2 separate regions of the Mus musculus genome follow, and region 2 is linked to region 1. A link is a contact called in public HiChIP or PLAC-seq data. All regions are on one chromosome and are shown on one strand. The core of a region is the stretch at or near the end of the contact, and the rest is flanking DNA. Distances in the headings are between cores, read along the strand shown.

Evidence for each region. HiChIP or PLAC-seq counts read pairs in DNA pulled down with a chosen protein or histone mark.
Region 2: an H3K27ac HiChIP or PLAC-seq map of embryonic stem cells shows a contact between it and region 1, with 21 read pairs. The contact joins the enhancer-like site here to the promoter of Dus1l in region 1. A contact is called at or near these places in 4 of 39 promoter capture datasets (embryonic stem cells, liver and macrophages), 1 of 15 datasets of contacts at CTCF or cohesin (the NIH/3T3 cell line), 1 of 484 Hi-C or Micro-C datasets (embryonic stem cells), 6 of 115 datasets of contacts at active chromatin or transcription factors (effector CD8 T cells and embryonic stem cells) and 3 of 9 other capture datasets (adipose tissue, liver and pancreatic islet).

What each region holds. Positions count from the first base shown.
Region 1 is chr11:120,793,772-120,798,690 of GRCm38.p6, forward strand. Dus1l (dihydrouridine synthase 1-like (S. cerevisiae)) reads right to left here and starts at 2,624. Exons shown (of 14, transcript NM_026824.4): 1 at 2,372-2,624; 2 at 1,706-1,952; 3 at 1,132-1,240; 4 at 497-547; 5 at 63-175. The coding sequence starts at 1,942.
Region 2 is chr11:120,850,212-120,855,103 of GRCm38.p6, forward strand. The region is part of intron 18 of Ccdc57 (coiled-coil domain containing 57); the gene reads right to left. Among named protein-coding and RNA genes, the nearest start is that of Fasn, 28 kb to the left of the region's middle. Within about 2 kb of position 2,025, at least 99 of the 459 cell types and tissues checked have an H3K27ac peak or open chromatin away from gene starts, as enhancers often do. A contact at or near this core is called in the NIH/3T3 cell line, adipose tissue, embryonic stem cells and 1 more, where this site is marked.

The DNA of each region.
Region 1 (4,919 bases), core at 1,374-3,873:
TCAAACGTGAGGCCAGGCTGCCTGCTAGACCCCAACAACCACCCTGGGAGCCATGGCCTCACCTGACAGCCAGCCTTCTCCAGCATCTGGGCGTACCTCACTGTCTTGTCAATTTCTGGGAAGACACGAATTTTGCACGTGACAGGAACAGAGAGTCGCTCATGAGCCAACAGAACTGAGAAAAAAGACAGCCTCTGAGGGAACCAGTGTCACTCCAAGGTGGCAAAACCCCAATATGTCCCCATGGGGCACTGGGAGCTAACAGAACTAAGGACAGTGTCCTAGGACTTCATGTCTGATCCTAAGGGGATAGTTGGTATACACCAGGGGACTCTATAGTCACCTCCTTCCAGGAAGTAAAGTGCTATGGCCAAGAGCCCCCAGTGGGATCATCGGTGTCCTCTTGAGCCCCAGTCAAGTAGCTGTGCTTATGAGCCCTGTCAGACTGTCTCTGGGGCGACTCACTCACTGACACAGTGGTATATAGCCAACTCACTCATTCTTTGAAGAAGGTCCCACTCCTCCTGCAGAAAAGCACCATAGTGACCTGCAGAGGATGAGAGTGGCCCCCATTGCACCCACGCTGCTATCAACTCCCTACTAGGCCAGCTCCTCAGAACACAGTGGACTCCACAGCTACGCCATGTGTATGAGCACCAGCTTCTACATGGCCTCCCCAAGGTCAGCAGAGGCTCTGGGGAGAGCAGAGGGAAAGGGAAACCAACCAGCTTTCTTAGCCCTGACTTTGGAGCTCTGCCTGCTGTCAAAACTCCAAAGTGGGCCACACAGCCTAAGATCATAATGGGTGCTTGGGGGCCCAGTGAGCCTGAATTGTGGGATTAGAGCCAGGGACCCACACCAGCTGGTCACAGTTATCAGAAGGATACCTATGTGGCCAGCAGAGTCTGGTCCCCAGTCAAACACCTGAGGACTCTTCAGGATGTTAAGTTCAGAAAAAGGGCTGCTTGCTGGCTACAGGTGCCACCACAGTCAGAGGCAGGGATTAACTCTCCCCATGTGCACCAATACCCAGGCTCCACTGGAACAGGCCTGGACCCCTTATTTGGAGGCCTAGTGGGCCTAGTATTGGCCTGGACAGGTGTCAACACAGGACTGGAGCAATGACCTCACCTCTCTTGGCTATCATCTGTGGGCAGCCCAAGTTCAGGTCAATGGCATCACAGTAATCTTGTGCTAGGAGAGCCGCCTGGACAAACACCTCTGGGTCATTGGCACAGAACTGAAGAAGACACGAATGCCACCCTCGGTCAGCCCAGGCCTAGGACTCTCCCTGCCTAGGCCACCCAGCCCTGTGAGGAATCCCATGGTGACTCAGTGAGCTATGGTCTTTCCACCGACATTGACAATATGACAACCACTAGGAATATGAGCTATAATGACATGTAACAGAAGCCACTGGCACAGACTTGTAAAGAACTGTTGGTTCTCGACAGGAGGGTACTGAGACGGAGAAGGATCAAGGTGACACTGGTGCTACACTCCTCACGTCCTCCAAGCTGCCCCTTCACCGGGACTCTGGCTAGTTCCCAGTTCTGGGGATGCCCACTCAGCAGCATGTGTCATGCAGGACTTCAGGGACCCCGACCCTTCTCCTGGGTTATATGTATATGACAGGGACAGCTTGGGAATGCTGTCCTTATATACAGGGTCTGGAGCTTAGGTGCTACCCAGTCCCTCAGCTCACCTGCACAATGAGAGGCCTGTCCTCGGGGCACACATCACAATACAAGTTCTCTTTGCGGTAGTTAGCATCTCTAACGAAGACCTGGGCATGTAGCATAGGGGTGTAGCATAGCTGGGCTCCATGGCGGCGGCTCAGAAGTCTCCAAGCTAGCTCACTCTGGTCCACCATGGGTGCCACCACATGTCGGGCACCCCCCAAGGTGCGGCTCCAAAACTCAAAACCCTGCAGTTTGGGCATCCTCTCCACACTAAGGGCAGAAGAGGAACAAGCGCTCATTTCAGCCATGGTATACCATCATACCCCAGGAGGGTACGAAGTTCAACTCCAGGAGCTGACCGCTCTCGTCAGCTTTTGCTGTCGGCTCTCCCAAGAACACGGTGAAAACAAGAGAGGTATCCGTAGGCACAGGGTTGAGGTGCCCTCCCTCCACCTTTCTGGCAGTGACCCTGACATACCACTCACCCTCTCTGGACCTTCTCCCCTTAAACGCCAGCCTGGTGCAGCGGGTGTGGAGGATGAACAGGTCTGTGGGACCTGCACAGCTGAGACCACCCGGCTGCACGAGGCCTGACGCCGCCTCGGATCTTGGGTTGGGAGAGTAGCGAGCACGTCAGCCTCCACGGCTCCTTTCCTGGTCGGGCCCAGAGCCCCCTGAGCTGCCCCTACCTAACCCCTGGGCTGGCTGGGGCCCGAGACCGCCACCGGACGTCCACGGGGCTTGAACTAGGACTACTTCCCGCACCGTCGGAGTTGGCCAGGGCTCGATGAAGGTCTGTGACTGCGGGCACGCTCCAAAGAAAGGGGCACACAAGGCCCCGTAGCCTCTGCCTGACCCGCGGCGCCGCCAGCAGGACCCGCACGAAGGCGGCGGGAGCCGCCAAGCGCCGTGGCTCAGACTCAGCGCAACGCCGCCGGAAGTGCCGGAGCCGGAAGCGTACTGCCAGGCGCTCCGCACCGTCTGCGGTGCAGCAAAAAATAAAGTCCTCGGAAACTGCAGCTCAGCGCTGAAGGGACCGGCCTTGTGGAAACGAGAGAGTTGAGCAAGAACAGACTGCGCATGCCCGGGGTCACGCTGTCCCTTCCAGACAATTGGCACTCGGAGGCCTTTCCTCCCACCTCTATCCCCCAACCCACCTCCGCAATCCAGGAGCAGCCCTTGGTTCTGCAGACACAAGACGTAAATTTAGTACACCACCACAATAGGAAACGAGATAAAGAATTATTACTTCAGATCCTGGGTAGAAAAGGCTACAGCAGGCCAGGCCTTTGTCGAGTAATGAGTCGCTTGCTAGAGGGAAGGAACATGCATAAAGAGATATGGGGCCGGGCAGTGGTGGCTCATGCCTTTAATCCCAGCACTTAGGAGGCAGAGGCCTGGCAGATTTCTGAGTTCGAGGCCAGCCCGGTCTACAGAGTGAGTTCCAGGACAGCCAGGGCTATACAGAGAAACCCTCCCCAGCTCTCAAAAACAAAAATAAAAAAAGTTCTCTCCTAAGTTCTTTTTGTCAGGGTATTTTAAACAGGAAACCAAACTATGGCCGTAAACTGTTACTGTTTTAATAGTAGTGATGTATTTCACTGAGAGAGATCTACCAGACTCTGCCTCCCAACACAGAATTCAAGGCCTGAACCGCCATGTCTGAGTTGTTTGACCACTCTTTAATCCTTCTACACTGCTTCCATGCACCTCGAGTTTTCAGAATCCAGAGTTTGTATCGTGCAACTCACATGCTTCCAGCCTTTCCCTCTGTGGTCAGACTTCCAACTCCACAAACCATTGAGTCCTGCTCTCCAGCCTTGGAACAATTGCTGATACATACTTTATAATGATATATGTATGTATAATGATACATGTATAACGGTATAATGATATAATGTAATATATATGCATTACTCAAGCCATTTATGATACTTTAATTTTCTGCCTTGTAAGGAAATGACAGGAAGCTGGGTGGTGACACCACACCTTTGATCCCAGCACTCAGGAGGCAGAGGCAGGAGCAGCTCTGTGAGTTGGAGGCCAGCCTGATTTAGATCAGAGCTAATTCAGGATAGCCAGGGCTACACAAAGAAACCTTATCTCGAAAAATAAAATAAAAAATAAATAAAGTAAATAAGAGGGGCAGGAGAGATGGCTCTGAGGTTAAGAGTACTAGTTGCTCTTCCAGAGGTCCTGAGGTCAGTTCCCAACACCCACAAGGCAGCTTACAACTGTCTGTAACTATAGTCTTATGGTTTCCAATGCCCTCTTCTTTTTTTTGGGGGGGGGGGGTTTCGAGACAGGCTCCCAATGCCCTCTTGTGTGCAGACATACATACCGATAAAACACCATATACAAGCCGGGCATGGTGGTGCACGCCTTTAATCCCAGCACTAGGGAGGCAGAACTCTGAGTTCGAGGCCAGCCTAGTCTACAGAGTGAGCTCCAGGACAGCCAAGGCTATACAGAGAAACCCTGTCTCAAAAAACCAAAAACCAACCAACCAACCAAAAGACCCACCATATATATATATATGTATATATATATATTCATACATATATATATATATATATATATAAACTAATTAATTTTTTAAAAAAACAAAGAAAATGAAAGAAGAAACTGCACAGCCACAAGCGGACATGACCCACAGCCGGACATGACATGATGGTGCACACCTTGAATCCCTCCAGGTCCCTGGCAGGCGGATCTCTGAGTTCACGGACAGCCTGGTTTACAGAGTGAGTTCCAGGACAGTCTGGGGTACACAAAGAAACCCTGTCTCAAAAAAGCAACACACACACAAAAAAAGTATGCCCCTTACATTTATCCACTTACAGTGTTATGGTCTGACACCTCAGGACAGCTGTAGCCAGTCTGTCCCATGTCTGCCAGCTATTTCATATTGTTGCTGTAACATGCCTCTCAGTCATTGACACAGAGAAGTGACTTGGCGTAGACGGAGAACATGCTGACCACATATCCTGCTTTGTTCTGAATGTTCTGTATGTGGTTTGCTAATCTTAAGAATTCCACGAAGCTTTGTGTAAGACCTATCAAATCAAAGGTCAATAGGAATTGCTATGTCTAAAATATCTTAAGTAAGAACTTCCTGCACCTGTGTGTGAATTCACTGTGGTTTTTTTTTTCCCCTTATAAGATGACAGAAAAATATGCCCATTGTCATTGTTCAGATAATTCTGAGCTATGTCCTTGCTCTGACCAGTTTCTGGG
Region 2 (4,892 bases), core at 775-3,274, 56 kb after region 1:
CTTCATCTTTTGATACATGGTTACTCTATTGTGTCTGGCCTTGAACCATAGACAGCTCTACCCACCCTGCATCCCTAGTGCTGAGATTGAAGGCATGCACCATCATAGCGGGCTGTTTCCTAATGTTAAGGTCTCTCACAGAATCTGGAACATGCTGTCTCAGCTAAACTTGCCAGCATCCCCCAAATCCACCATGACAGGTGCATGTTGCCACACTCGGCCTATGTGGGTGCTGGGATCTGAACTCCAGTCCTTAGCCTTGAGCTGCAAGCACTTTTACCCACAAAGGTATGTCCTCCAGTCCTTACAAGAATTGTTTTGTAGCCAGGGAGTGGCAGTGCATGCCTTTGATCCCAGCACTAGGAAGGCAGAGGTAAGTGGATTTGAGTTCCAGGCCAGCCTGGTCTACAGAGTGAGTTCCAGGACAGATAGTCAGGGTTACACAGGGAAACCCTGTTTCAATCAACAAACAGTTTGGTTTTTGTTCTCAAAGTGAACATTTTGAAGAAAAAAAAAATCATTTTCTAGCTTCCCTAGAAACAGAAGCTCATTAGATCTACAGAGCCAGGGAGGAGCCAGAGTAGGTGTGTCCAGGCCTAGCCCATTAGCCACTTCCTGCCTGTCCTCCCACCCCTCCCCTGTACGAGTGTTCTCCTGGTGAGGCCTGAGGTAAAGGGCTGGCCATTCAAGCTGAGTCTAGGACAGGGAGGCTCTACTGTCAGGCCATCAGACAAGGGTGAGCTGTTCTTTTTCCTTTTTCCTCTGGATCTCCAGATTAGAGAAGCCTGGTAGTACACAGTGTGGTCACTGTTACAGTCAGAATCTCCACAGCGGGTGGGCTATGTAAGCAGGACTTAAGAAATGACCCAGGCTGGTCTGTAATTCATGATGCTCCTCTTTTCTCTGCCTACCACGAGCTGGAATTAGAGTCTTGTGCCATAAGGATGCACTAAAAACAGCCCACAACACTAAAAAACCAACCAAACAAAAAACCTAACTCAAACATTGCACTGTACTGTGTAGCCTTCAGTTTGGTGCAAGAAGTTGACAAAAGTTTGGAGCCTAGTACTGAGCAGGGAGGGGCTGGGCTAGTTCCAACCAGTAGCCACATTCCTTAGGAGTTTCCACGCCCATGACCCTTTGTCCCATGGACAACTTTAGCCCTCCTCCTAAACCCTTTTTTCACCCAGCTGGCCATGATCTGGCCTGGTTTCTACTTGAAAATGGGATCACTGTACCTGGGACTTCATCTTGTATACTTCAAACCAAGAGCTGACCTAGCACTGAAGGGTACCTTCCAGATACTGGCTGCTCAGGACAGTCCCACCTAGAACCCCATCCCTGATCCCTGTGGGCATGGACCTTCTGCCCTGCCTCTGGTCTCCCAGGACCTGTCCCTTTCCTAGTACTCCTTTATCCTCCCCAGTGAGCCTGTTACCCTAAGTCCTCAGTTTCAATTGTCCTCTGTGAAAAGGTCACAAGTTCACATTAAAGCCAACCAGGAACTGTCTACAGCTTCAAAACTGCAGGTTAATGGGCTAGGTGTGGTGGCACACACTTTTTAATCTCAGCACTCTGCAGGCAGAGGCAGGGGGATTTTAGTCAATTCCAGCCTAGACTACACAAAGCGTGGTTCCAGGAAGGTCGGTGCTATTCAGTCACACCCTGCCACACAAAAACAAACATCAACAAAGCAGCCAGGTGAACAACAGCAACAAAACTAGTGACTGAGAATTAAGGTGCTGAGGCAGGAGGATCAAAAGCTCAAAGTCATTTTAAGCTACATAGAGTTTGAAACGAGACAGAGCTACAGGAAACCCTGTTTCAAAAAGCAAAGCAAAGCAAAACAAAACAAAAACCCCATCCTCCTCCCAAAAAAACCAACCTGTAAATTAAGACCAACAATGAAGTATCATTGTCATTTATCAGACTGGGGAAAGGTCTGGGCACTGGAGCAGAGAGCTGCTTGCCGGCAGGCAGCTGCTGGCACAGGGCCGGATTTTTTTTAGAACAGTTTGGTAACACTTCAAACTACCTACACCTTTGACCCAGCTATTTCCCTTCTAGATAATTGTCCAACCATGGCTCCCACAAGGATAGGGACACACATTGCAGCACCACATCTAATATGGACGATGACACACATGAGACCCTGAGACAAGATGAGCATGGTCACGCTGTGGATGACCCCAAAGATCTACCAGCCCACACATACTCTGAAAAGATCTTCAGATACAATAAAAAAGCAAGCTGCTTAGGGCTATTGGAAGGAAAGGGGCAAAAGTGTGTTTAAAGGCACGGTGCACCTGCCCCTGGCAGCTGGGTAGGTGGAAGGCAACTAACCAGGCAGTGGGCGGACTGGAGTCAGCTGTGGGGAGGTTGGTGTTCCAGCTGCCGCCTGCACAGGTTGTTTCCATCTGAGGGAGGCCAGAGGCAACCAGGCTGCCACGGGAGCCCCTTTCTTCCAGGGAGGCGGTCGGTTCTCTGATATATCTGGCCACTTGCATTCCTGGGACAGACAACAGGGAGGCGGGACAATGCTAATTCCTGGAAAAGACATTCAGGGGCACCTATAGCTGCACTCCAAGAAGGGAGATGAGGGCTGTCTGGAAACTGAGCTTTAGAGACAGTTGCTTCTGGATGAGGGGGTCTTCCCCTGGCTGGGACCTGTGAGCTTCAGAGATGTGTCTCCTCAGATGAACAAGGGGAAGAGCTGTTTAAGAGACGACTGGCCTGCGTTGGGAGGCATCAGGAACCCTTCCAGTTTGATCCTTATGATTGCTTTTGGTGCTGAGGGTAACCCAGGGCCTTTGAAATGGCTGGCAAGCCTCTGCCAATGAACTACTCTTTAAGAGAGTGCCCCACTGTGCTGCCCAGACTGGAGAAGAACTCTGCCTCGGAGCTGGAAACAAGTTCTGCTCTGGCTATTTTTTATTAGTGTCTTCTATCTCCAGTGTGTGCACGCGCGCATGTGCGTGTGTGCTGTGTGTGCATGGATGCTTGTGTGCATGTGTGTCTGCTGGCACATGGAGGTATGTCTCTTGTCACTCAGCTAGGCCCAGCCTTGCATCATGTGTCTCAATGCTTAATGTGTGGAAGGCTGCAGCAGGCTGATGTCTCCTCCCAGGCATTTCATTGCTGTGGAACTTGAAAATCCACTTGTTTGGCTTCAAGAGAAAGTCTGTCCATATTTCAGTTAGGGTTACACTAAAGGCCTCTTCACTGGAGAAAACCACTCACCCTGATCAGACTTCATACTCTCATGCAGGAAGTATTTCTAAAGCCTTTTTTTTTCTTTTTCTTTCCCTGAACAGTAATTTGCCTGCCCCAGACTCCAGGGTGCTGGGATTGTCAATGGGCACCACTATCAGGGGCAAGTGTTAGCTGTGGCTTGTGTGTGTGTGTGCACTCGCGCGGCGGTGGTGGTGGTGGTGGTGTGTGTGTGTGTGGGGGGGGGGGGGGATGAATTGGGAACTTCCTGGATATGATGCTAGGGCTCCACCACTGAGCTGTGGTCTAGCCCCAAGCTTTGCAGTGACCCTCTCAGTAATCAGTTTTACTTCCTAAAATTCTTTCTGTCCTCCTGTACCCCCACACTAGTCTTTGGTCTCCACCAATCCTTTATCCTGAACACTAGTTGCTTGGTATTAGGAATTCATTAACCAAGACAAAGCCTCAAGTGTCCCCACCCTTAGGGCCATTCCTGAAGAGATAGAAGGGACGGAGATAAATAGAAAGAGAAAGGCCTGGGGCGAGCTGAAAGCTCAGAGGGGTTTGACCTGCTGCGCTGGCCTGGGGAGGGTTCTGCTGAGGGGAGAAGGCAGGTGCTAGGGAGATGGAGTGGGGCGAGGGATGCCCTTAGGTGTGTGAGGGAGTAGAGTGGGAAAGACTACTGGTGTCTGAGGTGGGTGATGGGCCCCTGGGCTGCCCAGTAACACAGGAAGCAGAAGGATGGGCCCAGGCCTTGGGCCAGCTCTGTTCAGAGAGACTTGAGGCTTTTGCAAGAATGAAGGTGAGAGAGGAAGCCTGCCTTACAGGTGGGTAGGTGTATGTATGGGGTAGGAGTCAGGGTCTGTGTGTGTATTGCAGGGAAGGTAGGAGTCAGGGTGTGTGTGTATATGGTAGGAATCAGGGTCTGCGGGGGGTTGGGGAGGTAGGAGTCAGGGTGTGTGTGGGGTAGGTAGAAGTCAGGGTGTGTGCATGTGGTAGGAGTCAGGGTGTGTATGGGGGAGGGTAGGAGTCAGGGTGTGTATGGGGAGGGTAGGAGTCGGTGTGTGTGTGTGTGGGTAGGATCAGGGTGTGTGTGTGGAGGGGGGTAGGAGTCAGGCTGTGTGTGTGGAGGGGTACAGGAGTCAGGGTGTGTGTGTGTGTGGTAAGATCAGGGTGTGTGTGGGGGGGTGTAGGAGTCAGGGTGTGTGGGTGTGTGTGTGTATGGGGTAGGAGTTAGGGTGTGTGTGTGTGCGGTAAGATCAGGGTGTATGTGGGGGGGATGTAGGAGTCAGGGTGTGTGTGTGGGGTGTAGGAGTCAGGGTGTGTGTGTGGGGGCATAGGATTATGGTGTGTGTGTGGAGGGGGGTAGGAGTCAGGCTGTGTGTGGAGGGATAGGATCAGGGTGTGTGTATGAGTGTAGGAGTCAGAGTGTGTGTGTGTGGGGGGGGGTAAGATCAGGGTGTGTGTGTGGGGGGGTAAGATCAGGGTGTGTGTGGGGGTATAGGAGTCAGGGTGTGTGTGTGTGTGTGTGTGTGTGTGTGTGTGTAGGTATAGGAGTCAGGGTGTGTGTGTATGGGGTAGGAGTCAGGGTGTGTGTGTGGGGGGTAAGATCAGGGTGTGTGTGGGGGGATGTAGGAGTCAGGGTGTGTGTGTGTGTGTGTGTGTATGGGGTAGGAGTTAGG